3 separate regions of the Mus musculus genome follow, and all the other regions are linked to region 3. A link is a contact called in public Hi-C data. All regions are on one chromosome and are shown on one strand. The core of a region is the stretch at or near the end of the contact, and the rest is flanking DNA. Distances in the headings are between cores, read along the strand shown.

Evidence for each region. A called contact is a pair of places that touch in the nucleus more often than the background predicts.
Region 1: a contact with region 3 is called in a Hi-C map of cerebral cortex, with 2.4 times the contacts expected there. The contact joins the enhancer-like site here to the promoter of Myt1l in region 3. A contact is called at or near these places in 2 of 39 promoter capture datasets (epiblast stem cells and trophoblast stem cells), 4 of 484 Hi-C or Micro-C datasets (the N1E-115 cell line, cerebral cortex and cortical neurons) and 1 of 9 other capture datasets (pancreatic islet).
Region 2: a Hi-C map of cortical neurons shows a contact between it and region 3, with 2.6 times the contacts expected there. The contact joins the enhancer-like site here to the promoter of Myt1l in region 3. A contact is called at or near these places in 1 of 39 promoter capture datasets (hippocampal neurons), 6 of 484 Hi-C or Micro-C datasets (cerebellar granule neurons, cerebral cortex, cortical neurons and 1 more), 1 of 115 datasets of contacts at active chromatin or transcription factors (embryonic forebrain) and 4 of 9 other capture datasets (adipose tissue, embryonic tail, liver and 1 more).

Annotation. Positions count from the first base shown.
Region 1 is chr12:29,605,448-29,608,216 of GRCm38.p6, forward strand. The region is part of intron 2 of Myt1l (myelin transcription factor 1-like); the gene reads left to right. Among named protein-coding and RNA genes, the nearest start is that of Gm20208, 76 kb to the left of the region's middle. Within about 2 kb of position 1,329, at least 15 of the 459 cell types and tissues checked have an H3K27ac peak or open chromatin away from gene starts, as enhancers often do. A contact at or near this core is called in cerebral cortex and cortical neurons, where this site is marked.
Region 2 is chr12:29,653,881-29,656,897 of GRCm38.p6, forward strand. The region is part of intron 3 of Myt1l (myelin transcription factor 1-like); the gene reads left to right. Among named protein-coding and RNA genes, the nearest start is that of C630031E19Rik, 31 kb to the right of the region's middle. Within about 2 kb of position 1,676, at least 32 of the 459 cell types and tissues checked have an H3K27ac peak or open chromatin away from gene starts, as enhancers often do. A contact at or near this core is called in cerebral cortex, cortical neurons, embryonic forebrain and 1 more, where this site is marked.
Region 3 is chr12:29,526,944-29,529,774 of GRCm38.p6, forward strand. It overlaps Myt1l (myelin transcription factor 1-like), which reads left to right and starts at 1,441. Exons shown (of 25, transcript NM_001093775.1): 1 at 1,441-1,853. It overlaps Gm20208 (a long non-coding RNA gene), which reads right to left. Exons shown (of 4, transcript XR_381405.4): 2 at 1,123-1,297; 3 at 529-880; 4 at 15-191.

The sequences.
Region 1 (2,769 bases), core at 79-2,578, 78 kb after region 3:
CTGCCTTGCTTCTTCTTGGTTCCCTCTCTAACTCCAGGGGGACAGGAGCCTGCTGATGAAAAATGGGGCTGCTCTCCACTCTTACAGTCCCCCATAAATACTCATCTCTTCCTTCAAGTTTTATAGATGCTTCCTTCTAAATAGAATTTGTCCACATCCTAGAATCTCCCCTCCCCTTGCCCAACAGGTCCTAGCTGAAGTCATCCCCTTCTTGCCCCCAGAAGATCTCAGGCTGAGGGCACTTCATCCTCACACTCAGCAGGCCCCAGGCCGTGGACATTCTTCCATTTCCCTTCCCCAAAGAGAACCCCGGGAAGAATGGGTTTTATTGAATGTTCAACACTGAGTTCTCTATCCTAAGAACATTTCCAAAACTGTGGAAAGTTTATGTAATCAATTTTCAGTATTTCTGGCTCAGGCATAAGATGCGTGTTACTCTGAGGACTGCTGTGACCACTTTCGTGTTCTGCTGACTCTTCAGAGCTAGCAAAATCAGTATCTGAAGAGCCAGAGAAAGCAGACAGACTGTGACTATGGTCAGAGCAGGTACCCGGAAAGTCAGTGGTACTGAGAACAGTTGCCATGTTCTGAGCAGAGTGGCATGTGCTTTTAACTAACTATCCTGGCACCTGGAAGACTGAGGCAGAAGGAATAAAATGAGTATTTTTAAATCCAGCCTGGGCTATATGGTGAGACCCTATATCAAAACCAAACAGGTGTCATCATCTATTTTTGTGTGTCCCATTTTTCCAACAAGCCTGGGATAGCTTGACTCACTCACTCGGCCTTGTAAATCTTGTAGATTAGTAAATGATAGGCAGACAGGCATATAGATGAAAACAAACCAAATGGTTGGAAGAATATATAGATGACAGTGAAGATCTCTCATCTCCTCTCTAGCGGTGTGGCATTTTCTCTCAGGCTTGAATATTTAGCTGTTGGATTCTCTCTCCATCTGACTCACTAGCTCTGAAGGAACCCAAACAGAAGGCAGAGGAAGTAGGAAAGCTGGGCTTCGGGTGGGAAGGCTTAGAATGATGCAGCCTCAGTTCCCCCTTGCTCTCTCTGTGCATCTGAAAACCCTATGCTGTTCGCTGCCTCCGCCAGCATGGGGGTAACTTCTCCAATGCCCCTGGGTGGCTGCTCAGAACCCGGGGCCATGTCTGTGCATAGAAAGTTTATTTTGTAATAATGCTCGGTGAAGCCTGACTCCCCTCCGGCCATGCCTGTCATTTCGGCACACAGGAAGATCCCAGAAGTTTACCAGGATCCCTTCTTCCACACATCTTGACATTATGCAAATAGCTATGACTCAAACGTCAGTCAGGGGCAGTGACTTCCATGGTGAAGTCTCCCAGCACAGTGATCAGCCTGCTGAGTGACAGTCACCAGCCACATTAGGATGTCAGATTTGCTACCTGTGGAGTCCTTCCTCCAGAAGCTGCTGCTGGAAGGGGACTTCCCATGGCCTGCTGTTGGACAGGAGCTGGCTGTTCCTGCCATATGTAACATCTCAGGCATGCAGCTCATTGACGGCCATGGATACACAAAGAAGTTTCTAGTATCCCTATCTCCATTCAGTGAAACCCATAAATAGCCCGTCAAAGCAGTAACTCTGCTTCATGTACTAAACTTGTTGTTCTGGGTGCTGCTTCTCAGTAAATCCTCCAGGAAGAGAAGTGTTAGACAAATTCCTGCAGGCAAATAACTTGGTATCTTCAAAGTGCCAATGGCAGGAAACATAGCTACTGATAGGATATGTGTCCACTTTGCACCTATCACAGGTGGAGCCCTCTGGACTTCTGGATATCTTTACCAGCCCTATAACTGGCTCACGCATAAATGGAAGTTGACTGGCAGCTGATTTTCCAACTGAGCACTCACTCCTCATAGAAAAGGGTAGCCAGGTGAAACACCAGGTCCCATCTACTGACAATTCAGGACAATGCTGAGCATTGTAAAAATGAAAGGGAAAAGATGGGTTTGCAGTCCACACTTGCATGTAAATGAACAATAGTTAAACAGGAATGTGAAAATTCCCTACAGCTCCCTGTTTAATCAAAGCATGGACTTAGAACAAGTTGTTTTTTCTCCAGAGGGAGAACTTATACATTATAAATTAGCAAACATGATTTTATTGTATTTTTTATTTATGCATATTAATTACATAAAGCCATAGGCTTTCTTTATGATGTGTGTGTGTGTGTGTGTAAGTAGCATATGTGTGTGTGTGCATGTATATGTGTATATATGTATATGTGTATATGTATATATATGTATATGTGTATATGAGTATATATGTATGTGTATATATATACATATATATATGCATGTATGAATATATGTGTGTATATATATATTCCTTTGCTCCTGTATACCTCTTATACCTATGCTGATTCCCTCTGTCTCTCCCACTGGCCATGATTTTATTCCAGGTAAGGCTTCACATTGTGGCAAGAGGAAGAACGCTGTAGGATGGACGCACAAGGGCTCACGTTGCCCTTAGGCTGTGTACTGTCAGAGCTGTCTGGGGTACTGTTCATCCTATGTGTGTGGATGTGAGATCCAGGAGCTTTAGATATTATAGGTACAGACACAAATAGATATAGAGCCTCACTGAACACAGTGCCTTGCCTACAGCGTCTGCATGTTTAACTGACATCCCCTGTATTGCTGCTTCTCCTTTATCAACCAAAGAGAATTCAAGTATCCAAAGCTAACTGTACCTACTACTCACAGACATTCGAGTTGGCATGACACTCTTGGTCC
Region 2 (3,017 bases), core at 426-2,925, 130 kb after region 3:
GGAAAGTCTTATTTTAACTCAGGCTTTCAGATCCTTCAGTCTAGCTTGATGAGGAAGGCATGATGACCAAGTCAGCTCCATCAGTGGTAGGGGTAGCAAGACACACCAGCTCAACACATGTTAGTGTATCTGGAAGCAGAGAGCTCAGGACCAAATCATTCTGCTAGCTAGGCCACCATCCCTAGGTTCCAAAAACCTCCCCACATAGCAGCAAGACATGAAAAGGCACTGGTTAAATGCATGAGCCTGTGGAGGACATTTCCCTCTGCTCCGCGATCATCTTTCCATTGGCCACAGCTTCCATGAGAAGGACCTCTGGCTTCTCCACAGTCCTGGCCTACACTGGTGAATCCCAAGAGTAATTTGTAGATGGTGGCAGCAACTTGCCAATTGCTTATACGTGAAGTTAGTGATTTAGTTTCTGTGACACTTATGGGTACAGCCATAGCCCAGCTATGTGTGGTCAGTACAGTTGGTCACTGAGAGTCAGGAGCACACACCTTATTACTGCATGTGAGATGTAAAGCTACTGGAACTCACTAAGGTGGAAAAGCCAGCGCTGTCAGCTGGACACGTTCTTTACAGTCGTGTGCTACACCATCAGCCCTTACTATCTCCCTAGCTTCTCTGCAGATCAAGGCAGAGAGAGTGGATTATGGCTTAGGCAACTGTTTGCACTGCTCTGAGCATGGCCTGCATTCCTAAGGATCCTGGTTTGTGACGAGGGAGGTTCATCTTTTCTTGATTTGTGTAGCTTGCTCATTGCCAGCATACATAGGGACCAGGACTCCTCTAGATGGCACTGAGCTGGACATTCCAGCCCCAGCTCACCTTCATGCATACCTGACATGGCAACAGTCAGATAAAAAAAAATGGAGACATGGTATTTAATGCTGTCTTTGTCTCAGCAGTCCTGAGAGTATGCTACACAGTAGTATGCCCTAGAGTAGTATGCCCCAGAGGACAGGACATCCTCTAAATAGGGGTTCAGATGGTGTTATACCCAGGTGTCCTTCAGCAATGAACACAGGCCCTTCCAGAGTGCAGAGACGCAGATCCACCTGCCCTTCTCACCTGCTAATGAAGGACATGATGTTACCAATTACGATTCACCCAGTTCTGCACGTCAGTAGTGATGCCTATGTGCTTAGCTTCAGTCAAAGAAGTGTATAAGTCTCCATGTGCTTGTGAATGTTTGCGTGCCTGTGTGTGCATATATGCATGCATGTGCACATATACACACATGAGGACCTGTGTGCAAGCGGTGGGCTGAGAGCAGAGCCACGCTGAATAGACAGTGGGAGGCTAATATGAATTCCACTGAGAACAGTAAGCAGCCCTAGCTCCAGCCTTCTGCTTTCGGACATGAGGAACGGAGAAGGAAGGCGTTATGCGGTTGTGCACATTTCCAATAGACCCCGGCAGGCCTTGTCAGGCACAGACTGGGGATGACAGCCTGGAACATGCAAATTACTGTCGAGGTGACTTTGTGCCAAACACGCTGTTTCACGGCTCCCCGTGAATCTGCCAAACCTTTTCTTGCAGACAGGAAACAATGGCAAGGAATCAGAAGGTTCTTTCTCTTTCAATATGCATGGCAAGGGTATACTGTAGGGTTTATCTCCATGATCATACTCAGAAGCTCCTTCCTTGCTGTGGGCAGTGTGATCTGGGTGGATTGTGTATGGTGCTTATGACTGTACGGTGGGAGGAAGGGTAAGAGAAAGCTAAGCTCTGTCTCCTGTAGGAGGAGAGCTGGATCTTAGGAAATGGGCTGGAGTGGACAGAGTCCAGGGTGATAGAAATTGGCTGTAGAGTCTTTATAGACCGCTTCTCCGGTCTGTGATGCTGGGCCTCTGGAGAGAGACCTGCTGGGGACCTACTATCTGTAGGCGTTTAGGGAGACAAACCAACCCTATTCGTTAGAAAGGCACTTGCTGCTGGTTGTGAAACCCACAGACTAGCTGCTGTGATAACAATGTCAGCAGGAAAACATATTTCTATGGCAACCGATAGGTTTTTCTTTTAAATTAAATGAGATAAAAAGCAAAGTGTCCGTGCCTCGTACTGAAGCAGGTAGCAGTGTCAGGAGGGAAACGGCAGCGTTTGGCCCCACGAAGTATTCATAAGGCGTGCACTTCTCCACTTTTATCCTGGTGTCCTTTCTCGTGTGCTCATACATCATCCAGACTGCTTGTGGGCCACTGATGTCAATGGCAGAAACACGGAGATAAGATAAACCGCCACTCTCCATCAACAGTGAAGTGAAGCAGCAACTCCCACCGCAACGCCCACCTAGAGCTGAGGCTCCTCCCTCCTGCTACCCCCTCCCCAAATGGTCAGGAAAACTTTAAACAGTAGGGGTGATGTTACAAAACGATTGCGTGGCCAGAGTCTAGTCCATAGACATTTGATTATATAAGGGTGGCAGGCTGCTGCCTATGAGACTGGGGAAGCCTCCTTGTGAACTGAGCCTGACGAAGGGACCCACCTTTCCCCCTCTGAAATGGCTTACATCTGCATCTTCCCATGCCAGGACATGCTAGTAAAAGCTGAGAACTATCCTGGCTTTGTTGGGTGGAGGTACACTGACCTGCTTGTGTTGTGTGCTGTGGACGGGCCTCAGATTCTGAAGAGCGAAGCAGTGGCACAGTTATGTAAATTGCCTGTCACATTCTAGTCTCCCCACAGAATATGTATTTTGCCAAGCTAATTGTAAATTGATCAAAATGTTATTGTGCCCAAATGAGCTTGAATGAAATCTTGGGATTTCTCTCAAATTGTTGAAAACAAAAGAAAAACAAAGCAAAAACCAAAAAAAAAAAAAACCCAAAACTCTGTGTGTATGTGTGTGTACATATGTGTGTGTGTGTCTATGTATGTCTGTGTCTGTCTATCTTTGTGTATGTGTCTAGGTGTCTCAGTGTGTATGTGTGTGTGTTGTGTGTCTATCTATTTCTGTCTGTGTTTATGAGTGTGTCTGTTTGTGTCTCTCTTTGTGTGTCTGTGTCTGTCAT
Region 3 (2,831 bases), core at 191-2,690:
AAGTTACACCTGGGAATTTTTGAAAAGAAATGAGATTTATTTGCAATAAACTTTGTCCAACTGCAGCATTCAGTGGCTTCTATTTTCCCATGTTCAGACTGTATGCTGCATGAGATCCGGAGAATGGAGACAGTCTGGTAGAAAAGCTTCAAGCAGGAGCAGGCTTCACCTGGGCTGCTTCTAGCTTTGGGCTGTGAGCCAAAGAGGCAAGCATTAGATGACCCCCTCCCCCCAGCTCTGTGGCTAAGGCTTGGGCTAGAAATCCCTGTTTTTGTCAACCTCCACATCACATCCAAGACTTAACCATCACTTTCCTCAGAAGAAAGACAACTAAGTTCAGTTTTAAAATAACAGCGTTGTCAGGCGGGCTGTCTGCATGTGAGCAGTGGAAAATTAGAATCGAGCAATCCGTCCCCCCACAACCCCCGTGGCACACACATGTGAAGCACACGCGCGCTCGCGCGCGCGCGCGTGCACACACACACACACACACGCGAGTAGCAGTCGGTTAAGAGGAAAGGGTGATACCTTTTTAAAAACCGAAAGGCAGTAAGCCATTATTAGCAAGAGCTATATTGAGCGTGCTTGTCAGACAGGCAACAAAGCCGAGCTCCAGTTCCGCCCAGACATGTGCCTTGCCATTTTCATTTTAATCAGCCTGCTCAGGATGGCTGCTGATTCATTTTGCAGGATGTCCCCCTGGGAGCCAAGGTGGAAGCCTCCGGCGGCGGGTGAGCTGCTCTTGCATCTAGGCAGGATGCAGCAGGGCACACAGAGGGGAGAGTGAGGAGGAGGCTAGCGGGAGGGGAGCTCACCCACAGGCTCACTCCACAGTTCAATATGGCTAGTTAGCCGGTCCTTCATGAAACCGTATCTGCTACTGCAGAAAATATAATGAAAGAAAGAGAAAAGAAAAGAAAAAACTGTCAAATTGTAGGATCGTCATTTCATTATCTAGCAACTACGCCCCCCCCCAACCCCACCCCTGGACATTAAGTGGCTTGGACTGCTGGTTATTCTCATGGTCAGCGTATACATAGATGCACACACACACACACACACACACACACACACACACACACACACACACACACACACACACACACACATACACATACATACCTGGTAACTAGCTGGGGTGGTATACCTGATTTAGCTGCAGACTTTGATTTGTAGGACTGACAACCTTATTATGCAGTGAGCTTATTATTGATATTATTCTGCTCTCGGTTGCCATGGCCACCTTGTGAGAGACATTCAATTTTCTCTCTTCCATCATCATTATCTATGAGGCCATCTGTTGTGGAAAATGAATTCAGCCTCATTTGCATGACTGATAAGCAATTTTTTTTTTATCTATTTAACAGAAGGTCATATGCCGGGGATTTGGAGCTCGTGAAAAAAAAAAGTGGAAAAAAAAAAAAGCCTAGGAGAGGATGAGTGGAGCTGCGTGCATTAGGGGCTGGCTGTGGAGGTAAAGCAGATCTCTTAGGCCCGCTAGCCTCTCCTGCTGCATGTGTCATTCCTGCCCGCGCGACATTTTCCCCCTAAGCTACTGCACACAAAACAGAGCGAGAAAGCTTCTCCCTGCAGTCTTCTTGGAGGCCTCCTGGTTTCTCACCCATTGTTGGTGGGTGTATTTCAATTTTTTGATTCCCTGGACTGTGGGTTATGAAATCAATGCTGCTGAAGACAAAAGCAACCTTCCCTGCCTCTCGGTGCTATGCGTGGTCCTCCTCGGCCTCCCACTTGTGGGGGAAAGGGTTTTCTCTTTCTTTCTGTGTGTTTTGAGCCAGCACAGTTACCAAAATTGAACTTGCCGTCACTTGTGAGCGGTGTGGTCATGGTGTGAGGTACGTGATGCTCGTTAGGTTAATTCTTTGGACTCAGGGGTCAGGATCTGTTTTTGCTGTAGCTCATGGCTTCTGCTGCAGACCTATTGTTCGTTCCTTTTTAAAGTTATTTTTATAGCGTGGCTGGTGGCTGAGAGGTTCCTGAGGTACAGGTCTTCAGTCCTCAGAAGCTGGTCTTTAGAGCAAAAATGGGTAATAGATTGCATGCCTGAACAATGATTTTTGTTTATAAAAAGAAATAAAAAAAAATGAGAAAACCGAAAAACTTACTGCATGTCTGGAGGTCGGTGATTTGGGCTGAAGTAACTTCCTGAGAGTGGCTAACTTCACTTTACAAACAAGGAGGGATTTTAAGCAAGGGCTGTGGGAATGTTAGCTACTCCTGAGGCACTGTTGTCTTGGTCTAATTATAGAAAGAAAGTTTGTTGATGTTTATAAAACTGATAAACTCAAATAAAGATTTTAAACAATAACCTCAATGTTTGAAGTTCATAAAAACAAAACAGCACCTAAGTTCTAGCAGAATATGGTTTTTTAAAAATCACCTCATAAGCAAAAAGTTGAGTCTTCACACTCTACTTTCCAGGTAGATCTGAATAAATAATAAATAATATAAATATTCACCTGAGTGTGAAATATACAAAATATACAGTAGAGTTTGACCAGAGCGTTAATTTAATCACGACAAATTTCTTATATCTTGAAACTATATATGCTATCAATCATGATGTTGTTAATTTAATTGGGATAAAGTGATTTGTTTAACAACTCTTTTGTTCAAGTGTTTATACTTTTTGCTAACACCACAAACAAAAGCTCCCATAACACTTTCACAAGCATGAGAGAGTCTTTCTAATTGTTTAACTTTATAAAAGAGATGCAGCTTTTGAAGTGAGAAAGTCAGGTATATTTTACATGTAGATAGACATGTTTACTCTAAAAATGGAAGTATTTTATTCAAAATTCCTTTTGAAAACA